Linked DNA regions of Mus musculus: region 2 is linked to region 1. The links are chromatin contacts, called in public HiChIP or PLAC-seq maps. All regions are on one chromosome and are shown on one strand. Each heading gives the region's core, a stretch centred on a gene start, on an enhancer-like site or on the middle of the called end of the contact. The rest is flanking DNA. Distances are from core to core; before and after follow the strand shown. Region 1 overlaps Exoc6b (exocyst complex component 6B). Region 2 has its middle 6.8 kb from the start of Gm52864.

The links. HiChIP or PLAC-seq counts read pairs in DNA pulled down with a chosen protein or histone mark.
Region 2: a contact with region 1 is called in an H3K27ac HiChIP or PLAC-seq map of embryonic stem cells, with 2.3 times the contacts expected there. The contact joins two enhancer-like sites. A contact is called at or near these places in 3 of 39 promoter capture datasets (the 3T3-L1 cell line, hippocampal neurons and liver), 3 of 15 datasets of contacts at CTCF or cohesin (embryonic stem cells, pro-B cells and stem cell-derived epiblast-like cells), 91 of 484 Hi-C or Micro-C datasets (the AML12 cell line, the AtT-20 cell line, the C10 cell line and 51 more) and 5 of 115 datasets of contacts at active chromatin or transcription factors (bone marrow-derived dendritic cells and embryonic stem cells).

The regions. Positions count from the first base shown.
Region 1 is chr6:84,919,697-84,926,774 of GRCm38.p6, forward strand. The region is part of intron 6 of Exoc6b (exocyst complex component 6B); the gene reads right to left. Among named protein-coding and RNA genes, the nearest start is that of Exoc6b, 150 kb to the right of the region's middle. Within about 2 kb of position 4,330, at least 99 of the 459 cell types and tissues checked have an H3K27ac peak or open chromatin away from gene starts, as enhancers often do. A contact at or near this core is called in differentiating embryonic stem cells, embryonic stem cells and stem cell-derived epiblast-like cells, where this site is marked.
Region 2 is chr6:85,103,903-85,111,256 of GRCm38.p6, forward strand. No RefSeq gene overlaps it. Among named protein-coding and RNA genes, the nearest start is that of Gm52864, 6.8 kb to the right of the region's middle. Within about 2 kb of position 1,374, at least 8 of the 459 cell types and tissues checked have an H3K27ac peak or open chromatin away from gene starts, as enhancers often do. A contact at or near this core is called in differentiating embryonic stem cells, embryonic stem cells and stem cell-derived epiblast-like cells, where this site is marked.

The sequences.
Region 1 (7,078 bases), core at 3,080-5,579:
AGGCACTGTCTCAATAAATAAAGTGAGGAGCAATCAAGAAGAACACTAAACATCAACCTCTCTCCTCTATACCCATGTGCACACTTATGCACACACAAATGTAAGCACATGATACACATAAACATGACACAATTAATTAATTAATTACAAATTAGTTACAAATCTAAAAGAGAGGTATAAGATCAATGATACAAAACTCCCATGAGAGCCTGGAGAGATGCCTCAGCAGTTAAAAGCACTGACTGCTCTTCCAGAGGTCCTGAGTTCAATTCCCAGCAACCATGTGGTGGCTCACAACCGTATGTAATGGGATCTGATGCCCTCTTCTGGTGTGTCTGAAGACAGCTACAGTGTACTCACATATATAAAATAAATAAATCTTAAAAAAGAAAAAAGCCTTCCATGAAGGAGAGGCCCTTGGGCCTGAGGGTGCCTGATGCCCTAGCACCCTCCTAGAGGCAGGGGGAGTGGGGATGGGATAGGGGTTTCCAAATGGGAGACTTGAAAAAGGGAAAACATTTGAAATGTAAATAAAGAAAATATCCAATCACAAAAAAGAAAAAAGACAAAAACATAAAAACTCCCATGAAAGATATCAAGAAAAATATATGTAAATGGAGATATATTTTAAGTTTATTCAGTGAACAATGACAAGTTGATCTCAACGCTTCCATGAAAAGAAAAAATGGCATGTAATAGTCAATGAAATACAGAAGGGGTAAGAGACAGGAGTGAGGAGAGAAGGATGCTCAGCTCTAGGGCTTACACTAAAGCTATAGTAATCAAGTCAATATGGGATGGGGGGTCATCAACAGACAGAAAGACAGACAGGAATCTATAATCAGACTCTATACATATAATCAGCTAATCTTTGAAAGGAAAATTAAGATAGTTCAATAGAAAAAGTAGAATGATTTCAATAGTATTAATAGACAGCTACACAATAAAATGTATCAATATGCAAATTTAATGTCATTCACAAAAATGATCAACTTAAATGGATTCCAAGCCTATATATGAAACCAAATTTTAAAAGATAATATAGAAAATCTGGGTAGCCTTGATTCAGTAACATTTTTAGGACTACCACAAAAAGCATGAAAAAAAAAGGTTAAGAGAAAAAGAAAAAAGTGCTAGATTGGAATTTATTAAAATCAATGAAATCTTTTCTTTAAAAGACACTGTTGAGAGAATTAAAAGACAACCCACACCCTGGGTGTAGAACAAAACAGTACAAAGGAACAGTACCCTTACAAAACGGACAAAAGACCTGAACAAACATCACATAAGAGAAGATAAATGGCAACTGAAGAAAAGAAGGCAGAACCATGAGTCATAATGGAATCACTAGTTAAAACAGAAAGGAGGTATTCCAAACCTTTATGACTGAAATCCAAAAAGCCAGTGATGACAGGAAAATGCTGCTGCTGATGTCGTACAAGGAGCTGGCACACTGTAGGTATGCGTATGACTCAATATAGCCACCTGTGAGAAGGCTGGCGGGCTTGTACAAAGTTAAATATGGCCCAAGTGTACTCAACAATTGTGCTGTAGTGGTTTGAGTGGGTAAGGCCCCCACAGACTCATATGTTCGAATGTGTGGCCCTAGTGAGGGGCACTATTAGAAGGTGTAGCCTTGTTGGTGTAGGTGTGGCCTTGTTGGAGGAAGTGTGTCACTGGAGGTAAGATTTGAGGTCATAGATGCTCAGGCTATGCCCAGAGTGAGACTATGCTGCTTGCAGATCAAGATGTAGAACTCTCAACTCCTTCTCCAGCACCATAACTATCTGAATGCTAACATGTTTCCTGCCATGATAATGGAATACACCATTAAAACTGTATGCCTCAATTAAACTGTTTTCCTTTATAAAGAATTGTCATGGTCATAGTGTCTCTTCACAGCAATGAAACCCTAAGACACAGCTATTAAGCTTTTACTAAAATGATTTGGAAATATGAATACATACAAAACTCCTGTGCACAAATGTCTACAGTCCCTCTAATATTTTCTGCCAAAACTCTGAAGCAACCAAAATGACAAACTACAGAACATTCATGAAATAAACTATTCTTCAAAATAAAGACAAACAAACAAGAACAAATACAGAGGAGTCATACACGCACACTGCTGAGTGGGGGCCACAGAGGAGTCATACACGCACACTGTTGAGTCGGGGCAACTGTGAAGGGCTTCACACTATATGACAATCTGGAAGAAGCAAAGCAACAGAGGCCAAATACACTGGTTATTAGAGGTTATGAGTATGCCCAAGTAAAGAACACGAGATTTCAGTAAGTGAACTATTCTTCACAGTGCTACAATGATGGACATATGGCACTGAGCAGATCCACACCCCCAATACTGGACAAGGTACATTCTAACAGAAATTATCAACTTAAGTTGGTGATAACTACCAGTTATAACTACTATGCCTCACTAATGTAAGACACTACACTAAGTAAGGGCTGCATGTAACTCAACAGGCCAGCATATGCTCACCATACCTGAAGACTGAGATTTGAGATGCACACGTGTGCGCACACACACACACACACACACACACACACACACAGGAGATGGGGGAAGTCAGGAGAAAGTATGACTAGAGAACAGAGAGCACATATGGAAACTGTGCAGATGATGATGTAAGCAGTTGCTAGGTCCCTGAAAGCAGGCTGGTGGGACCACCTGTACTAACAAAAGGTACTAATAGTAAAGAACTAAAGAACTCCAAAACTAATTTTTTAATGAAGGTAAAATTTCATATAAGAAAATATATCCAAGCTAATAATTTCTATTGTTTTTATTTTAAAGTATAAGACTATGTGTGGCCTGAGGAAGAAGTCTAAAGGCCAATCAAGAAGAATAAAACTAAGGGAACTAAATTTTTAGAAAATTCTAGAACAAGAGTAGTGTTTTTAAAGTTTATAGCTATTAATTACATTAAGCAAGCCACATATTTCTTCCTCTGAAATAGGAAAGGGAGAGTGAGTACAGGGAGGGAGGCTGAGAAAAACAAAAGGAATCTGAGAAAGCTGTTCTGATGACCTCCATCACTCCGAGATTCTGCTGAAAGCTGGAGGTAAATGGGGAGGGTGGGGAGTGACAGGAGCATCACCACCACAGTGGAGAAACAAAGGCCAACAGTGTCACTCATCCTGAAAGCTTCCTTCCATTGCTGCCACGGATGTCACTGCTTGTGCTCTTCCCCTTGAGTAAAACCATCACACTTAAGGGAACAAGAAAGCAATGAAGAGAGAGGAGTTAGCAGATACAACCTTTTCCCACCACAATAGCAAATCTACTAAGCTGACAAGCCATGTTCACACACCTATAAATTAATCAAAACCTTATCAAATTCCTTCCTTGCTTCAGAACCCTTTTGATTACATAGCATAGCAATCTAACTTGAACCTGAGTCCCCACTAACACCTCATAAGCTCATGGCAAACTGCTTCAGTTCATGAAGGCTTCATGCCACTCCTGTTGTCTCTAGCATTTCTAAGATACCGACCATTTACTCTGCTCACATAGCCAAGATACACCCAGAGGAAAGAGAAATGAACCTAAGATTCCAAAGCAACAGCCTGTTTGCGGAAGCTCAACAGTAACATCAGGTAAAAGTAAGCTTATCTCCTCCTTACTCAGTATCCTCGATTCTAAACTCATCAGAGCCATCAATGTATCAAAGTGACAGCTCATGGGAGATGGGGGACATGCACGGCTCAGACTAAGACTGTGGCTTTAACCTGAAAGAGAATGAGAAAAGAAAGGGAATGAGGAAGAAGGTGGGGGAGAAGGAAGAGAGGGGAGGAGAGAAAAGAAAGGAGGTGATAGGGTTAACTTGTATAAGGATAGATGGATTTTTTTTAAGTACTTTTCTTTTCCACGGGGGAATATCAATAGCCTTTTAAGCACTCTCACATTGAAATGTGTATTCTGACAGTCATGTCAGAGCCTGGATAAAAGCCTTTTCATGGAAATCATTAAAAAGAAAAGATCCAGACAAGAGGCCTGTTTTTGTCCAGGAATGAAAGTGGAAACGAATAACCTCAGCAGCTTTAACCGACGGAGGTGCCTTTCATACTGATGCGGCAGATGAAGCAACCGCTGCCCTCTCCGCTTCCCACACCGAGGCGCCTACATTTTCAACCAGCTGCTGTCTAAAACCTTCCAAATAGCACAGGACCTCTGAGGGTAGGATTCAGAGTGAGCACTGGCAAGAGCAGCCATTTGTGATTCAGAGCAAAGGGAATAGAGTGGCCCCAGAAGGATTCCATCAGAGCGGCCCCTCCTGGGCCCCGACTCCCCGCGTGTTAACCAAGGTCTCTCAGCTCTCAGCTCTAAACTGCTGAATCATTTCACCAGGAGCTGTGTGCCTATCTGCTGCTGAGAAACAACAGTCATTCCTCGCTCTGGCCATCATTTCCTTACTTCCCACTGCTAAATGCTCTGCTGGCCATGATCAGGCAGAGGCAGTGACTGACTCTCCCTAGGAAACTGGAAGGTGAGCCAGCCAGCCTCCAAGGTCACTTTATATTTTGGCTCAAACTCTAGGCTCTCAGCAAAAGATGTTTTTTGTTCCTAAAAGACCACAGAGATATTGATATTTCCCTTCCTCAAGTTAACAACTTTTCAAGGTCTCCCCACATGCCACATTTTCAACACTCACTCTCTCTCATTTAGTATCAGGCCTAATCTGTTTGAATGCTTTTCACTTATATATCCCATCAAAATCATTTCTAAATGATTACTAACCGTGCCAAGGGGGAAAAAAAACTTTTATTGATTAGTCCCTGGTCACTTGACGCTGATGAAAACTGCTGTCACAATGATCTTCTGAGACTCCTCAAATGATTTACTGGCTTTAACCATCTTAGGAAGAAGGGTAACACAAAATCCGAAGTTGGTGACAATAAAATAAATCCCAGAGAGCCTGGAGGTTCTCCCGAAAGCTGGTGTTATTCATAGTCTCAACACCACTAAAAACAAAACAAACAAACAAACGAACAAAAACATAACAAACTGTGACTAAACTCTGGTTTCAAATCCTCAAAGACACTTACAAAAATGTTTTTCCTCTCTCTTAAAATTAGGGAAATCATTGAATCCTTCAGAGTCCTTCAGAACACTGCAAAAACAGAATTCCACCGCGATGACAATGAAGACAACTATGCCTGGGCTCCATGCGCCTGGCAGAGTAAACTGCATTATTTGACTTAAGTCTAAGCCTATCTGTTATGGAGATACTTTTGTTACTTTCACCACATTAGAGAAAAATAAATTAGCATATAAAGATCGACTGCCATCCTACATTAAAATTACTGAATTCTGGAATGTGCATTGGGGGAGATCTAGGGTGTAGAGTATGTGTGTGTGTGTGTGTGTGTGTGTGTGTGTGTGTGTGTGTGTGTGTGCCTGTGTGCCTGTGTGCCTGTGTGTTGAGAATAGATATGATAGATTTTACTGTGTTGTCTAGCTTGATTTCAAAGTACCAGGATCAAGTTGTTCCTTCAGCCTCAGCTTCCCAAGTGCCAGGACTACAGGTGTGTACCAAAAAGTGAAAGAAATACTTTAAAACAATCCTGGGTAGGCATCCCTAGTTAATACATTTCCTACAAAGGCCACCTTTGCATAAATTATTCAGAATCAATTGTTAATTCACGTACCCCTCTCATTTCTGAGACAGACCATTAAAACAGAAAGCTCTCTTACTTAATTATTCAATAATAAACATAAAATTCAAGCATCTTTTATTCACCAATGAATCCCATAAAATCTGAAAGTAAAGCACTACTTGTAAAGGTTACAGTTAAGACTCCCCAATTTACACAAAGGAGCACTAAACACTCTGGAGATGTCACAACTTCCAGACACATCTCTGCCCATTCTTACTTGCTTAACTGTCCTCTTAATCTAAAGAAAAAGCATTTTATAAATTTTTGCTAAAATGAATGTATCATAACAACACATGTCAAAAACAATGTGCGTCAAACAACCTCCCTTTCTTGCATTTTAAGGTCAGAGAACATCCAGGATAAGAAGAAATGTTGTTCTCCTTTTGTTTGCTGAGTAAGAAAAGCACTTCTGTAGCATCCAGGCTAAGACAGTAAGGTATGGAGTGTATCATACCCCAAGTAAACGACTCTCGGGAAGGCTAGCTAGTTCATATCTTCTAACAGAAACCATCCAGGGGCTATGGCTATATCTGTAGTGTTAGAGCTCTTGCCTGGCACCTGCAAGGCCTTCAGTTCACTCCCCAATACTTCTCAATCAACCAGTCAGCATGAAAATACACAAGCAAGTAAATTTCTACTCTTCGGTTCTCAGAAAAAAACTGAGGGAAAGTTATTAAATGGATTTTAGTTTCATAACTATATTTTATCTTAACCCAACATCACTGAAGATAGCAATCTTGATACTTATAACCTATATTGAATATATCTAAGAACGCATAACCCATTTCGCCTTATTTGTAATTAGATAAAACAATTACAAAAACAAAAACAAAAACCTTCATCTGAAAACTAAAACCACAAAACCTTATTTGCAATGCATGTACTGCCCTCTAAAGGCCATAAGTGGGATTAATCCAAGAGCAAAAGAAAGGTACCTCAGATGTTCACATTCTGCATTAATTCAACTTATTTTCTAGGCTACCAATAGTGATTATTTTCATTTTCAGCAAAGAAAAGAATCAAACAGGATGGCAAGATGGCAGAGACAGGAATCAGAAATCACTGGCCCGAATAATTAAAAGAAGTCTTAATTCTTTAGTTTTCCATCTCTTCCTGCTACATTTAACCTCATCTCTGCTCAAAGTCATCATAGGCACAAATAAGTATTAAGAATGACAATGTAAACAGTAATCTTTTAAAAATCTGATACTATCACAATAACATTAGGAAATGAATGTTTAACGGGAGACAAACCTCACTCTGCTCAGAGAGAGGGCCTAGAAGCAGTAAGGAGTAATGAGCACTCCCGCCAGCCAGATCTTGGGTTCTGAATATTTTTCAGTACTATATAGACTCCACTGCCATGTAGGATAGAAAATGGCTGTTTCCTAGGCTGGGA
Region 2 (7,354 bases), core at 124-2,623, 180 kb after region 1:
GCCAGGTTCACACTGTCCAGGGAGAAGCCACAGAACCCATTGCTCTGCAGCTCTCCTGCAGCAGCTCGCAGCTCTCCAATGCAGCTCTGCAGCTCTCCAATGCAGTGGGTTTTGCTAAGCTCCCTGTGCAACAACTGTCTCCCACCAGACCATGGCCCTCAAGTGCAGAGCAATTTGCTTTCCTTGGGCTCCAGTATTTGATTAGAAGGCCAGAATGGGGTCTTTGGGTCACTCTTTCTTATATTGAAGCTGGCCTTGTGATACACATGGCTCTTGGAGAGGACAGGCCAGTGGTCCATGGGTGGCAGTGGCAACCTGGTCTCTTGGACATGAAATCTGTGACCCACTACTAGCTACCCCTGAACAGTTTTGGTCAGACTAGCTTCCATTTCAGGCACTAAGTCTGAGGGCAAGAGGGCAGTTGACTATTAGAACCCGTACTCTGCAAAATTTCTACCCCTAACTTCCAGAGTGATGTGGCCTAAGACGGCTCTGGGTTAGGGGGTACAGACCCACTAAGTCCTTGCTCTCATATGGCAGGAAGGAAACCAGAGAGACTTCTGCTTTCTAGTTCCTGTCCCAGAGGTTTGAACTGGCCAGAGCACAGACTGAGCGCTCACATCTAATCTGGGCCTCCTGAACCCTGAAGGGCAATGAGATCCACATCCCCTACAACTCTGGGGACCCCAGGCCAGGTCTTGGCAGCAGAGCAGGAAGAAGGGATTTCTCCAAAAAGATGAAAGTCTGACACACCAGAGAATGGGTAGCAGTGGCAGCTCATTTCTAACCAGGGCTCCACATGTGATCTGAGATTTGGGGATGGCAGAGGGGAGTAATAACTATCAGCACCCCCCAACAGCCTAAAGTACACAAAGCTAAAGGCAAATGCAGACACTGGTGTGTGCTTGTTTCTATGTGTGCATGCATGCGTGTGGAGGGCAAAGGCAACCTCTAGGTTGTGAATCCCTGGTTACCACTCACCTGGGATTTCTGAGACAGAATCTCTCACTGAGACCTCATGCTAGGCTTCCTAGCTAGTGAGCCCCAGAGATCACCTGTCCTTTCCTCCCTAGAGTTAGGATTACAAGCACAACCCGCCACACCCAGCTTTTAATGTGTGTGTTCTTGGGATCAAACTCTGGTCCTTAAGGTTGTGCAGCAAGCACTTGACATCTGAGTTACCTTCCCGGCCCTGAAAAGGATTCCACGCTTTAGTAATTGTTGGGTATCGTAGAGCATGCCTGTCCTCTCAGACTCTGAGAAGAGCAGGCAGGAAGATCGGGAGTTCAGGACCATCCTTGACTACACAGTGAGTTCCAGGACAGCCCGAGCTACAGGAGCCTGTTGTGGATGGCCCTGGTGATGCCTGGATTTTGATGCTAATTCTGCTTTCCTTGATGGAGCTGTCTGGAATGAGGAATGAGTCATGTACTCAGGTGACTTCTTGTGAACCTTCCCCCAATGAATAAAGGGACCAATCACTGGGCAAGTAGGCGGTACTTCCGGGTTGAACTAAGAGAAGCAGGAGAGAGTTAGGGTCTTTTTGGACCAGGAAAGCGAGAGGGTAAGATGTAGCTACTAGTGTCTCCTGGCTTATATGGCAAATCCTGGTGGATTCACCGCCAGAGGATTTAGATTTTATATGGCTTACAAGATTCGGATTTTAGTTGTTATGCCCAGAGATTGAGTTACCATTGTTTCTGAACTAAGTTTGTGTGGCATTTTCCTTCACACAGCATTTCGACTGGGTTCAAGAGAGAAAGGTATGGTGCCAAAGCATGGGTTTGCCAGATGTGCACCACAAAGGCTGTGGGGGTTTTGAAGCATGGGGCTGGCATGACATCGACCGGCCAAGGCTGTATATTCTGTAATAAACAGAGGCTTTCCCCCACTTTCTCCTCTATAAGTTTTAGTGTTCCTGGTTTTATGTGGAGTTCCTTGATCCACTTAGACTTGAGCTTTGTACAAGGAGATAAGAATGGATCAATTCATATTCTTCTACATGATAACCACCAGTTGTGTCAGCACTGACAACACCTCATTCTTGAATTCAAAAAAGAAATTGACCATCTTACATCCAGGTGAGGTTGTACAATTACTGTCCAGAAAAAGGACACACTTCGGAATAGTTGATTATCTCTGCCAAGACAGAGTAATCAATCCTTCATAATTCTGCATTACAAAAGTCTGTAAGCTGTTCCTGGGCCAAACAGCCATAGACTTATGCTCCAACGTGTTGAGAAACAGGGGACTGTGTAGGTAGGCAGGCATCTCTACAATTTGTTTCAGTATTGGAAGCTGTGTTCCTATATTTTCAGGTAAATTTTATGTTGCTCTTGGAATTCTGGCAGGATTGAAGACTTACCATACTTTTAACCAACCTAAGCTATTCAGAATTAAGAGAATATATATTATGTGAGAAGATGGTTTTCAGATAGTATACAAGACAAACAAGGACCTAACAGGTGTAGAATTATAAGCCTTTTTAAGTTAGGATAGATGGCAGAGTGCTTTATTTAATTGACAAAAATGGACAGGTGTTGGGTGTATCTTATACTTAATAAATTAAAGAATGGTAATAGTTGTTCTCAATTTATATCTGAGAGAAAAAGCCTTTTAATTGGACAAAAAGAAGGAAATGTAGATTGCTGAATGTAAGCAGGTGAGGTCAATGAAATCTTAGTCAGATAAGGCTGGAGACTCTGATTGGGCAGTGGAAAAAGAAGGCAGAACCGAAAAGTTTTATAGAGGGGATAGACAGAGGAGAGAGACAGAGATAAGATGCAACATATAGATGATGATAAACTGGATCCACCTGGCCTGAAATAGCCATAGGTAGCTATGGATATCATAGAAGAGCAATAGAGTAGGGCACATTTGAACTATTCTAGATGTGCAGCTTATATCAATATCAATTGAGTTTTGAGTTCTTTGTGTGGGCATTTTGGGAGTTAAGGATTTACTATTATAAATCTGGCTGGTAAATTATAAGCCTCTGGAGTTTTCATTTTACGGAGTTAGCAGGACGCAGATGGCCTGGGAAGATACGAGCAATTTGGCAGCAGCAAACCTGGGAAGACCATGGCTTGTGGCTCCCAGTGAGGGAGGGGAGACAGCATTGTAGGGGTGTATCCTGCAATAGCCTGGATTGTTTTAAATTATTACACGCTACAGGGTTACAGAGAGAAAGGGGGAGGGAAGGAGGGAGAGAGAGGGAAGCAGGGACACACACAGAGACAGAGAGACACAGAGAGAGACAGGCTGCCTGTACAGCTGAGGCCCCAGCTTTCCAAATAAAAGGGATTATTTCCAACAAGGCTAATGGTGGCTGCATGAGCAAAAGCCATCTGTGTTTGTGTGCATGTGCATGTGTGTAGGTGTACATGTGAACACCTACATGTGTGTGGCTTCTTCCATCATAAAAGTCTGTCTTCCTGTGCCTCAGGATCTTGCTTTCCTCTCTGGGTTCCCTGTTTCTGGCTCTTTCTCCATCATGGTTTGCTCACCTATCCCAGTTTTTTATCCTTATCAGGCCTAGTTTGTTTTCTGTGTCTGATGCTCCAGCAAGCAAAGAGGTATTTCCTTTCTAACTTTGTCCTTGGTCACTTTTGAGTCTCATATCAGTCTTAGTAGCACAAGAAAGGGCTCAGGTGGTAAAACGCTTGTCGCTCAAACATTAAGACCTGAGTTCAGGTCTCTAACAGTCTTGTAAAAAGCTGGGTGCAGTGGCACAAGTCTGTAATTCCAGTGCTGAGGAGGTAAAGACAGGAAGAACTCTGTTCAGCCAGTGTAGCTGAATTGGTGAGCTTTAGGTTCACTGAGAGACTCTATGTCAAAAAATGTGAAAGGAAGATACCTGACTTTAACTTCTGATCTCCACATATATGTATACATATATATGTGTATGTGTGCATTTATATGTGGGTGCATTTATAAATAAATGTACATGTATATATATATATATATATTCCATAAACCACACACACAATACATGCACACACACACAGAAACACCTAATTCTCTTCCAGAAAACAATGCATTGTGCTGTCCAGTTGCATGGGGTTCTCTCTGGTAGCCACTCACTCACCTTTCAGAAAATCTCAGGAAATGTCTTTGGTATCCTGAGTCTAGTTAAATGTTATATAAAAAAAACACCAACCCCCTTCCAGTCTGGGCCAGTGTCCTGAACAGACCTTGGGCATGAACTCCATAGCCAGTCCCACAACATCCAGAGGAAGATCCACTCCCAGGCACTCTAACACTCCCAGGATCATAGGATCAGAAGTGAGGAGGACACAACACTTACCCCAACACCAGAAGAAACTGGGACCAGTGAGACCAGGAACTCCACCTGACAAGTGGCACGGGTTCCTTCCTGTCTGGGCTCGTGCCCTGAGCAGACCTTGGACACAAACTCTGCAGCCAGTCCCACAATACTCAGAGGAAGCTCCACTCCCAGGTGCTCTAATACACCCAGGTCCAAAAGATAACAGGATCCCAGGAGCTTGGACACACCAGGATCTCAGGGCCCCAGAGACAGCTTTACACCCAGCTCTGACACACCTAAGATCTCAGGATCCCAGAATCACAGGATCACAAAGACAGGTGGACTCTGAAGGAGGTCTGACACAACCAGAATCACAGGAAGGACAGGCTCCAGTCAGATATAGCAAAAGCAGGTAGCACTAGAGATAGGCAGATGTCGGGAGGCAAGTTAAGAACATAAGCAACAGAAACCAAGGTTACTTGACATCAGAACCTAATTCTCCCACCAGAGCAAGCCTGGATACACCATCACACTGGAAAAGCAAGATTCAGATCTAAAGTCACTTCTCATGATAGAGATAGAGGACTTTAAGAAGGACATAAATAACTCCCTTAAAGAAATACTGGAAAACACAGGTAAACAGCTAGAAGTCCTTTAAGAGGAAACACAAAAAGTCCCTTAAAGAATTACAGGAAATAACAAATAGGTAAAGGAAGTGAACAAAACCATCCAAGATCTAAAAATGGAAATAGAAACAATGAAGAAATCAGAAAGGGAGACAGCCTTGGAGTTAGAAAACCCAGGAAAGGGATCAGGAGTCATAGATGCAAGCATCACCAACAGAATACAAGAGATAGAAAAGAGAATCTCAAGTGCAAAAGATACCATAGAAAACATTTGACACAAAAGTCAAAGAAAATGCAAAAAGCAAAACTCTAACCCAAAACATCTAGAAAATCTAGGACACAATGAGAAGACCAAACCTAAGGACAATAGAGAGTGAAGATTCCCAACTCAAAGGACCAGTAAATATTTTCAACAAAATTGTAGAAGAAAACTTCTCTAACCTAAAGAAAAAGATGCCCATGAACATACAAGAAGCCTACAGAACTCCAAATAGACTAGACTAGAAAAGAAATTCCTCCCATCACATAATAATCAAAACACCAAATGCACTAAACAAAGAAAGAATATTAAAAGGGAAAAAGGTCAAGTAACATATAAAGGCAGACTTCTCACCAGAGACTATGAAAGCCAGAAGATACTGGGAAGATGTCATACAGACCCTGAAAGAACACAAATGTCAGCCTAGGCTACTATACCCAGCAAAACTCTCAATCACCATAGATGGAGAAACCAAGATATTCCATGACAAAACCAAATTTACACAATACCTTTCCACAAATCCAGCCCTAGAAAGGATAATAGATGGAAAACACCAACACAAGGAGGAAAACTACACCCTAGAAAAAGCAAGAAAGTAATCTTTCAACAAACCCAAAAGAAAATAGCCACACAGACATAATTCCACCTCTAACAACAAAAATAACAGGAAGTAACAATCACTTTTTCTTACTATCTCTTAACATCAATGGACTCAATTCCCCAAAAAAGACATAGACTAACAGACTGGATATGTAAACAGGACCCAGCATTTTGCTCCATACAGAAAACACACCTCAGTGACAAAGGCAGACACTACCTCAGAAAAATTTCCAATTTTCCAAGCAAATGGTCCCAAGAAACAAGCTGGAGTAGCCATTCTAATATTGAATAAAATCAGCTCTCAACCAAAAGTTATCAAAAAAAAAATGAGGACACTTCATACTAGTCAAAGGAAAAATCTATCAAGATGAACTCTCAATTCTGAACATCTATGCTCCAAATGCAAGGGCACCAACATTCATAAAAGAAACTTTACTAAAGCTCAAAGCACACATTGCACCCCACACAATAATAGTGGGAGACCAACACCCCAGTCAGCAATGGACAGATCATGGAAACAGAGATACAGTGAAACTAACAGAAGTTATGAACTAAATGAACCTAACATATTTATAGAGCATTTCATCCTAAAGCAAAAAACAAACAAATAAACAAACCTTCTTCTCAGCACCTCACGGTAACTCCTCCAAAATTAACCATACAATTGGTCACAAGACAGGTCTCAACAGTTACAAGATTGAAATAATTCCATGTACCCTATCAGATCACCACGGACTAAGTCTGGTCTTAAATACCAAAAAAACAAAAACAAAAACAAAACAAAACAACAACAACAAACCGGAAAGCACACATACACATGGGAGCTGAACAATGCTCTACTCAATGACAACTTGGTCAAGGAAGAAATAAATAAATAAATAAATAAATAAATAAATAAATAAAAACCACCAATTCTAGATGCCAGTACGACATGAGCCAGATAGTCCTTAGAAGGCAGACCATGGGCTAGAATCTTCTGAAGCTCTTGAGAACATCCCTCGAGTCTGTGAGGAAGTGGGAGCCTCTATTCTTCTGTGATAGTAGGAAGGTACTACGTCCTAAGGGACCTTTAGACTGCTTTCAGGTTTCCTAGCTGAGGTATCACAGAGTCTCTGTGTCATATATGGAAGGTTCTCTCATGTGGGTAAACCCAAACAAGAAAAAGAATTTCTCTTCTTACCTCTTCACTAAAATTAAAATTCACTGAGAATTATGACCACCTTCCTAACTCCACCTAGGGCTATTAGGTCTGAAGGTGCTGTTTCCTACAGGCAAGAGACAGGGTGAGACTACCTGGAGAGGAAGGTGACTTAGAGATGCCCGGCACCTTTCCCTGAACTACAGAAAGACTACAGGGGAGCCAGGCAAGGATGGCCCCCTTTCCACTATTCAAATCTCCCTCATTTAACCATTCCCTCCACTGGGTCCCAGGAGGAATTTTGGAGGGATCCCTGACCCAGTTATCCAGCATGCTATCCCAGAGTTTGTAGTCCCATGACCATCTTGATTGCAGACCAGGTCACTAAGATGCAATTGCTATTGGAAAGCTGTCACCCTATGATGCCCTCTCTCTGATTACTAGGGAGACACATTGCTCACCTC